2 separate regions of the Mus musculus genome follow, and region 2 is linked to region 1. The links are chromatin contacts, called in public HiChIP or PLAC-seq maps. All regions are on one chromosome and are shown on one strand. The core of a region is the stretch at or near the end of the contact, and the rest is flanking DNA. Distances in the headings are between cores, read along the strand shown. Region 1 overlaps Itgb6 (integrin beta 6). Region 2 has its middle 13 kb from the start of Gm26422.

Region 1 (4,709 bases), core at 892-3,391:
GTTCTGCAGATACATCCTTCCTATGATTTGATGGTGGCTTTGCCATTGATTAGTTCTTGTCACCTACAGGCTGTGTCCTGCTTAAATCCAATAAAAACATAGATGTGGGTTTATATACACACACATGCACACACACACACACACACACACTGGAGTCAGAAAGTGAACCTTTGAATGAAAAGGGAGAAGAAATTAATTTTCTTTGGGATAAATGCTTTCATGTGTTTTTCAGAACTCTTGGATTTCTTCTAGCTTCCCTTCCTCCCTCTTCTCCTTCCTTCCTTTTCCCAAAAATAAGTTTTTTTTCCCTTTCTTTCTTTTTATTTTCTTCATTTAAAAAAAAATTGTCACATGACCTGCTTCTGATCCCACTTCAACCTCCCTCACTGGGGAAATGGTTCTCTTTTCTACGTTTCTGACACTGTGGTTTGGAAACATGACTTGCTTAGTTTTCTGTAAAGATAACGCCACTGTGTTTTGATGAGATGTCTGCTTTCATCCTGTGATAAGTAGGGTGTCTGGGCTTAGTCCACAGCCAGTTAACACTTCACTTGCAGACCATGTTTATACCATTTTAAACTGTGTTAATATTTGTCTTTCCTGTTGGAATAGGTTATAATTAAATACATGCATCAGAATAATGTTTAACATAGCATATTCTCCCCCCTTAAAAGATTTACTTTTAAACTATTTTCGTTATTTGTACATATGTGATTATGCACACAAGTGCAGGTACCAGCATAGGCTCTGATCCTCTGCAGCTGGAGTTACAGGCAGTTGATGCTGAAATGATGCTAGGAACTGAACTAAGAGCCTCTGGAGGAGTAGCATGTGGTCTTAGCCAGTAAGCCATCTCTTTAGCTCTTAAGACTTTATGCTATTATTTTTATTTATGTGTATTTGTCTGTATCAGTGAATGCCACTTGTGTTCTGGAGCCCATGATGGTCAGAGGAGCCCATGGAATAGGCGATATAGATGATAAAAGGTATCAAGAGCGCTGGAGCCAGATTCAGATCCTTCCAAGAACAGCATGTTAACCACAAAACCACCTTCCTAGCATCTGAAATATATTCTCTTCATTTGTTTTTTATTTTTGTTTTGTTCATTTTTGAGAGAGGAAAATGTGGGTCTTACTATGTAGAACTGTCTGGTCTAAAACTCACAGTCTGGACTGGAACTCAGAGGTCTGGTTACCTCTGCCTCCAAGTACTCAGACTAAAGAAACGCGCCACCGCACTTGGCTTCTGCAGTATATTCTTAAGGTATATTGTTTTTATATGTACAAAAGCATCTATTAAAATATTAATATGTACATTTAAAACTTTCCTTGAAACTTTAAAGAAATCCCAAGCTATTTTCTACTTTCATTCTTTTCATAGGCCTTTCCTCACATGTGTTCTTGCCTAGCATCACTTGACCTGGTACCGAATATACTAGATTAGTAGGCAGTTAGTAAGTGGCTAAGTATGACGTAATCATCTGGACTATAAACACCTGGGAGACTGAGACAGGAAGACTATGAATCTAAGGAGGGAAGGGAGGGGAGGGGAGGAAAGGGAGAGAGAGAGAGGGAGAGGGAGAGGGAGAGGGAGAGGGAGAGGGAGAGGGAGAGGGAGAGGGAGAGGGAGAGGGAGAGGGAGAGGGAGAGGGAGAGGGAGAGGGAGAGGGAGAGGGAGAGGGAGAGGGAGAGGGAGAGGGAGAGGGAGAGGGAGAGGGAGAGGGAGAGGGAGAGGGAGAGAATCTCAAATCTACTCAGTATCTATGTGTCTTCTCCTTGATTCTGTTCCCTTGGCAGTCTCTATTAGCTTATTTTTTCCAACATAAAAGATATAAGAATCAGGTCAGACCCAGCAACTTAATTTAGAAAAGGTCTGACAGACAATGAAATTCAGATCATAAGCAGTTTTGTGGTATCCCGGTGGCAAGTAGAGAGGCAACATTTCAACTTTTATCTGCTTAACTTGAGGGAATAGTGATATTTAAATATAATGTAAATGTAAGTTCAGTGGACAGAGCTCTGACTCCACGGGAATGTTAGAAACGGCAACAAATGCAGGAGACTGTCCAGTTATCCCAGTTCTAATGAGTCACCCGCTGAAGCCACCAGAAAATATTTACAGAACAACTGCTGAGCCCAGGAATGTGAAGAAGAAATGAAAGACCAAAGTCCCCAAACAGCTGCCACACAAGAGGCAGGAAGCCCGTAGGAGCCCATCACCTACCTCCACAGAGAAGGCCTTTGTGTCTCAGACAGGAGAAGTTGTCACACTGGCAGTAAGGTCCGTAGATGCTTCCGTACGGCGATAAGTGGCAGATGCACTGCCCACAATAGCAGTCACCCCTTCCACTGCATGAAGGGTGACCCGGGGACTCCTTGCAGGAATCCGTGCTCACCATATCCTCACCACACTCGCAGTGAGGACCCATGTGGCCGGGGTTGCAGGTACACACCCCACACTGGAAGGAGCCATTCCCATTGTGACACTTAGAGCTGTTAGTTTCTATTTCTCTCTGGCAGTCGCAGTCACATTCTGCACTGACGAGTATTTCTAGGGTGTCCCCCAGCCCCACTGGCTTTATGATGAGGTTCCTGCTTCTTTTCTCACAGTTGGATACGCTCACAGTCACATTGAAGGATGCCTGGTAAAGAAAATGCTGGTTATTGCTTCCTCTATCCAGCAACCTGCAGGATTTGAGATAAAGCTGGTGAGACTGGCTTCTCCAAGAAACCCAGCTTCAGCAAGCTGAGCTAGCTAGCCTGCAACCCATCAAATTGTTGTTTCTAAAGATCTACCAGGGATCTACTTACTGTGTCTCCAACTTTCATGTGGGAGCATTTCTTTTGGTGTGGGAAGAGGACACCATTGTTACAGAGAGCTGTGAAAGACAGGTTGAGTCCTTCTGTGTCCCCTAACACTTCCAGTTCCACCTCAGACCGCAGTTCCTTTAGTGTAGACAAGAAAGGGTTAAGGGAAATCATAAGTAAAAAGGAAATCCAGCCAGAAGAAGAAACTGCTTGATGCTAGGGAGATGATTTAGTGCGTAAAACTCTTGCTGTGGAAGGAGGGCCTGAGTTCTAATTCTCAGGACCCATGTAAAGAGGATCCCAGGACTTAAGTCTGTACTCTCCAACCTATGATGTGCTGCCAGGCAGAGACAAGAGAAGCCTGGCTTGCTTTCTGGCATACGTAGCAGCGAATTAACAAGAAATAAGAGACTCCCTATCTTAAACAAGGTGAAAGGTGAGAACCAACACCCATATGCATGCTTAGGTGTATGTGAGTGTGCTCGTGCATGTTCACGTGATATACGCATACGAGAACAAAATAAACAACTATAAATTCATAAAGCTAAATTGAACATAAAAATTCATCATTTCATCAATCAAGCAGGACTGTGATATATATTATATATGTGATATATACTGTATGTGTGTATATATATATCTAGATATATAGATATAGATATATACAGTGTGTGTGTGTGTGTGTGTGTGTATGTGTGTATTCCTCAGACATTGTCAATGTTGAGATATACTATCTCATGATAAGTAAGCTATGACAATATTTCTGAAGGTGTTTTTGCACAGCATGGGACAGTCAGGAGCCAATTATTGCCTGCAAGTTGTTTCATGCACTCTGAAGGATTCAGCAAGTTCTCCTGACCTGGGTTGCATAGCTTGGCATCATAAAGACAGTGCTTTTGCTTATGTACCAGTGGTGCATATGTAACAATGTACAGATATGATAATGGTACCCTTCACTTGTACGCATCGATGTGTCTTGGTTCTCAGAGAGCCCCCATGCTGCTCTCAGAGGGGAGCAGGCTCTCATCTATCCCTAGCAATGAACATTTACTTCACTGATAGCAAATTTACATTCTGCCGCTTTGTTGGGTCCATTTCTGCATCTATAATAACTGTTCATTTCAATATTGAGTCATAGTTCAAAAATTATAAGCATATCTTACAATAGCTACTACACTTAACATTTTAAGTAGCAAAAGCGAATGTGATGATTTGAAATAGCAATCATCGCGATTGTGATGAAGATGATACTCTCTTTGCCACCTGACACGTAATGGCTGTAAAGACCTCACTAATTACAAAATGGACCTCTATTTGTTCTCTTACCAGGATGGATGGGAATCAAACATAGGTCCTGCATAATGCCACCCCAACACTCACCAATGAGTTATACCTCCAGACCCCCCAAATCTTAGAGGTGTTAAAGTATGGTGTGTGGGAGAGTTGTACCTTAAAGTTATTTGGGGGAATTATTATGCCTTGACTGTCAAGTCAGATCTTGGATAAGACTGAATTTCTATTCTGAGAGGTTCTCATCTTGCTTTTTCTATTCCTCAGTTACTTATAACATATATAAGGAAACAAAACAAAAATGTCAAACAATAAAACCTAATAAAGTACTTAAATATCATAAGTCGAGTTATATTTCAATTCATACAAAAAGTTTTGAGTTCATGCCTATTTTATTGTTGGTGTGTATCATGTATGTATGTATGTATGTATGTATGTATGTATATATGTATGTATGCATCTCTCTGTCTATCTCTCTACCTATCGTCTATCATCTATCATCTATATACCTATGACACTGGGGGTATAATGTGCTCTATCCCTTTCCCTCAATTTTGGCAGTGTAAAAGCACCTTTTGCTTGAATTTTTTTCTGAAGTATAATTTGTCCCAC
Region 2 (4,709 bases), core at 1,292-3,791, 640 kb after region 1:
ATCTGGAATCTACCAATACATTTCCTCCCCCCCCACCCCCCAATAGGGAAAGAATTCAAGATTGGTTTCTGGGAACATGGCTACTCAGAACAAAGATTCGGCTCCCCAGCCTCATTTGCATTTAAATGTAAAAGCATTTGGAACCATCCTTCAGAAAGCTTGGGAGCTGGGATTGGAAATGGAAATAGAGCTTGGTGGTAGAGTACTTGTCTCAAATCCACAAGATCCTGGGTTCAATACTCAGCACTGCCAAAGAAGAGAGAAGAGACGCACGTTGTTATGGACCTCTTTCTCAACTATGTCAATCGTAAAATATGGTTTTTGAGAATTTTGTACATATATGCAGTGAAATAATGATCATATCCACACCTCAGTTCCATATTCCATCTTCTCCCTGGATCCTCAACATGTCCCCTCCCAACTTCATGTCCTCTTCTTTTGTTGATTTTTTTTTAAACCCACTAAGGACAGCCAGTGTTGCACATATGAGCATGGATGTGGAGCCATCCATTGTAGCATGGGGACCCTGCCAGGCTACACTGTTTCCCCAGCAGCTAACAAGGGCTGATAGTTTCAGGATAGGAACCTCCTCATCCACCAGCTACACCAGAATGTTGGCTGGCTTGAACTCGTATAGGTCTTGTATAAGTAACTATAGATGCTGTTAGTTCTTAAGTGTGGTAACCATGTTATATTCAGAAACAGCAGTTCACAGAACCCCTCCTCACCGTCCAGCTCTCCCATCTTTTCTGCCTCCTCTTCCATGATGTTCCCTGAGCCCTGTAGGAGGCAGGACACTAACAAAGATGTTCCATTTAGAGCTGAAGATGCTCAGTTGATTAATCTCAGCACCTTGAATAGTTGAGCCTCTGTATTGACTTCTGCTCACTCCAGAAAGAAGCTATTATAGACAAGCTATTATATTATAGAAAGCATTACATATAGACATTTAGAAGGCTAATTTGACAAGTGACCATCTAACAAAACTACAATAGCAGGTTCTTCCCTGGGGCCTATGACCAGCCATGGGCCTTTAACCATGTTTGTAGTACGAGGAATGAATTTCTTATTGTGGAGTAGATTTCATATCTAACCAGAAAGCAGCTGATTGTCTCATGACAGTCATACTGCTGTTGTACTGGTAGACACACCAAGCCTGTCAGGTCAGTTATATAGTATGCAGAATCCAGCACTGGGTAAACCTGTTAATATCTGTTCTCCTCTAGAAAGCTGCATGGTATATCTGGCACCAAGAAAGTTGGCCAGGAGAGAGGAAGTTATTGACGTATTCACCGTGATTTCTCTATGTTCTGCATTCAAAGTGAATGGTGTCTTCAGCAATGAGCTCTTAATGTGTAGCTACAGTGCATAGTGAAAAGTACTGGCAGTAGGCTCTGTTGTTCAAGAGATTTCTAGGCCCCCTGACCAATAATTCATAGCAAGATATCCCATTTCTGGCTCTTTGATTTTTGTCTAGTAATCAACGTCATCAAAGAACAGGATGGTCCACCTATACAAGACAGAAAGACATTCAAATTTTTGAAAAAATTGTATTCTGAAATTAGCTTACTACTTAGTGGGTTTCTATAAAGCCTTTTCCGATAGCCTTAGCTTTGTTAATCCACCGGTCTCTCCAGCTCTCTATTCACCTGTCCTAACCCTGATTATTCCTTTAATACCAACTATATATCTTGGGGTTTTGCTTTTGTTTCAACTATATTTGTGTGTGTGTTGTGAGTGGTACCTACACATGTAGGTAGAGGCCAGAGATCAACATTGTGTATCTTCCTCCATTTCATTTCATCTTATTATTGAGTCAGTTGTCATTGAGCCCAGAGCATACCAATTAAATAGAGTGGGTGGTTAGCAAGTGTCAGGTACCTGCCTGTATAGTCACTAGGGATGTAGACACTCTACGCAGCCTTTACATGGGTACTTGGGATCTGAGCTTGGATCCCAACGCTTGAGCAGTACACCCTTTATTCCCTGACTCCTTTCCCTGGCCCTACAGTTTCTCATCTTAGAGCTCAGAAGCAGATATGATAGCTAAAGCCAATACAGCTAAAAACAAAATGAAAACAAAACAGGACCTTGGTGGCTATACTCATTTCTCAGGTGATACCTACATTTAGAATTCTTTGTAAAGAAAAAAAATCAACTTTTCTTTGTTTCAACCACTATTTGTGGGCATCGGTCATTTGTAATCAAACCTGATACAAACAAGGACATTTTGTGTTTGTCCACTATAGTAGTTTAGTTCCAAATGATCACTCACAGGCCATATGCTCAAGGCTCGGTTGCCAGCTCGTAAGCCTTTATGGTGGTGTCTGGATCGTGAGGCCTCTGACCTGGTCAGTGTGTTCATCCATCGATGGGCTTATAATTTGGTGCCATTGGATTCTGAGGCCTGTTACTTACTTAAACAAAGTGTGTTCCTGGAATCTTACTCTAGAAGTTTACCCCATTTTCTCTCTCTCTCCCCATCTCTCCTTTCTGGTCACCATGAGTCACAAGGTAGGCACTTGAGCTTCTATTACTCATTCTCAATCATGAGGTTCAGCCTTGTCTCGTGTCCACAGAGATGGGGACCACAGAGCCATGGAGTAAAATCTCTGAAACAGGGAGCCTGTTTCCACTTTGGTTTTTACAGGCATTCTGAGGGTTGATTTTCAAATCATTTTTGTCATAGCAACAAAAAGCAGACTAACATGCCCTGTCTCTTGGAAACATTTTTTTCAAAGGTATTAATTGCAACAACTATGTAAATCAATCAGCACCCTGTGTAGCTGAAAAGCAAAGAACTATTTGTAACACTAACCTTTTTTCATTTTTATGCTTCAGAAAGATAATTTTGCATCCTGTATACCAAATGTATTTATATGAGAATTTTCATCCTTAAAATAACCTTGACAAATGAACAATTCTGTCTTTTTAAGTATCACTGTTAAGGGTGATCACAGTGGTTAAAATGTTCATTCTGCACTCAGAATATCTCTCTACAGCGCTGTAGTCCAACTTTTGTGTGTCTGTAATACTATTATTTTTTAAACATAAAATTATGATGGTGATGATGCAAATAGGGGTTGAAGGAAAAAGAAGGTTCCAGAACAAGTCATGCCCATGGAATTGTTTTTTCCCTGCAGTAAAATTTTTATCTGAATGATATCTGGCTAAAATGTATGAATTAAAATGATAAATTAGAGCAGCAATTTTCAACCTATAGAGCTTGACCGCTTTGGGGGTCACCTATCAGATATCCTGCCTATCAGATACTTACATTATGACTCATAACAATAACAAAATTACAGTTATGAAGTAGGAACAAAGTAACACTATGGTTGGGGTCACTACAACAGAAGGAACGGTATGAAAGGGGGATGTTGAGAACCACTGAACTAGAACCTTCAGAGTCAGTTAGCATGTGTTGCTGTTCTAGGAACAACTGTAGCAAAGGCTTTAAGACTGTGAGCAAGGAGTAGTAACAAGGTGAGAGCTGGAAAGTAAGAGTTGGGTTTGGAGCTGCCAGAGTGTGTTTAACCTGTTTTTCCAACCACTAAAGACAGCCCTCCTTTCCTCTCTTCCTTTTTATTCTTTTATCTTTTGTTAGATAGTTTCATACATGGACATAAGGAATTTCAGTTATAGTTACCCTTCATCCCCTTCTCTCCCCTCCCTCCCACATCTTACCTCTTTCCTTAAAACCCTTCTTCCCCAGAAGTCCCCCTCACCCTCTCATCTTCCTTTTGCATGTGACCAGCTGAACTTCACTAGGGTTTCTCACGTGAGTATGGGTAAGAGGTTTTTGACTGGATCTCGGTCAACTATACCACAGAAGAAAATGGCACGCTTTCTCCCACCAACTGGTAACTGCCAATAGCTCTTCAAAGGAGGCCCTTCCCAGATTCAAGTGCTGCCGACAGGCCCAATCTTGTGTAGACCTTATGCAAATAACCACAGCTGTGATGTGTTCCTGTGTCTCACCCAGAACACATCTTCAGCTTGCCTTGACACACAGTGCATCTGAGGGTAGAGGTATTTATTTTTTATTGCATTACATCCTTATCCACTAACTCTCACATTTTTGCTATCCCCCTCCTTCAATCTCCCTTAGGCCTCCTCCTTTCTTTCAAAGAGATAACTCAGTGACTGTCTCAGTTGATGAGTCAACAACTGAGTCTGTATGAGTGACAAGAAATCTCTGGCTTCCTGTGAGTTAAAATTCTTACTGCCACATGCCTTTGACGTTTGATGATTATTTCTCTTCCAATTTCCCTCTGAAAACCATCCTAAACAGGTCACACTGTCCTCTGAATTTGCTTCTCAGCACTATGGGCTTTTGTGGATATTGGTCCATCATCCTCGGACTCTGTCTTTCTTCTTTCTCTCTGGCCAAATGCCCTCAAGGCACAGCTCAAGAACTCTCTTGTCAACATATGCTGGCATCTCTTCCACGCTTGCTTCTTTCTAGGCATCTGGCCTGTCTCTACATTACAGTACTTATCACATCATTCTGTGATAGGCTCTGTGCTCTTACTTTCTCAGCCATTCCTTGTACTGTAGATAGCTCTGAGGCAGAGGCAGTCTCCCTCCAGTGCCTGCAATGTGTCCTGGATTTATTTTTGTGGGCCCCATGGCCACAGAACATGATAGAGAACCTACTAAGAGAAACAGAACACAGCAGCCACTGATCATCTGAATGCCTGCCGTAC

Evidence for each region. HiChIP or PLAC-seq counts read pairs in DNA pulled down with a chosen protein or histone mark.
Region 2: a FOXA1 HiChIP or PLAC-seq map of pancreatic cancer cells shows a contact between it and region 1. The contact joins two enhancer-like sites. A contact is called at or near these places in 1 of 115 datasets of contacts at active chromatin or transcription factors (pancreatic cancer cells) and 1 of 9 other capture datasets (embryonic stem cells).

Annotation. Positions count from the first base shown.
Region 1 is chr2:60,625,525-60,630,233 of GRCm38.p6, forward strand. Itgb6 (integrin beta 6) reads right to left here. Exons shown (of 15, transcript NM_021359.3): 9 at 2,811-2,945; 10 at 2,224-2,641. Among named protein-coding and RNA genes, the nearest start is that of Itgb6, 46 kb to the right of the region's middle. Within about 2 kb of position 2,142, at least 32 of the 459 cell types and tissues checked have an H3K27ac peak or open chromatin away from gene starts, as enhancers often do. A contact at or near this core is called in pancreatic cancer cells, where this site is marked.
Region 2 is chr2:61,265,375-61,270,083 of GRCm38.p6, forward strand. No RefSeq gene overlaps it. Among named protein-coding and RNA genes, the nearest start is that of Gm26422, 13 kb to the right of the region's middle. Within about 2 kb of position 2,542, at least 29 of the 459 cell types and tissues checked have an H3K27ac peak or open chromatin away from gene starts, as enhancers often do. A contact at or near this core is called in pancreatic cancer cells, where this site is marked.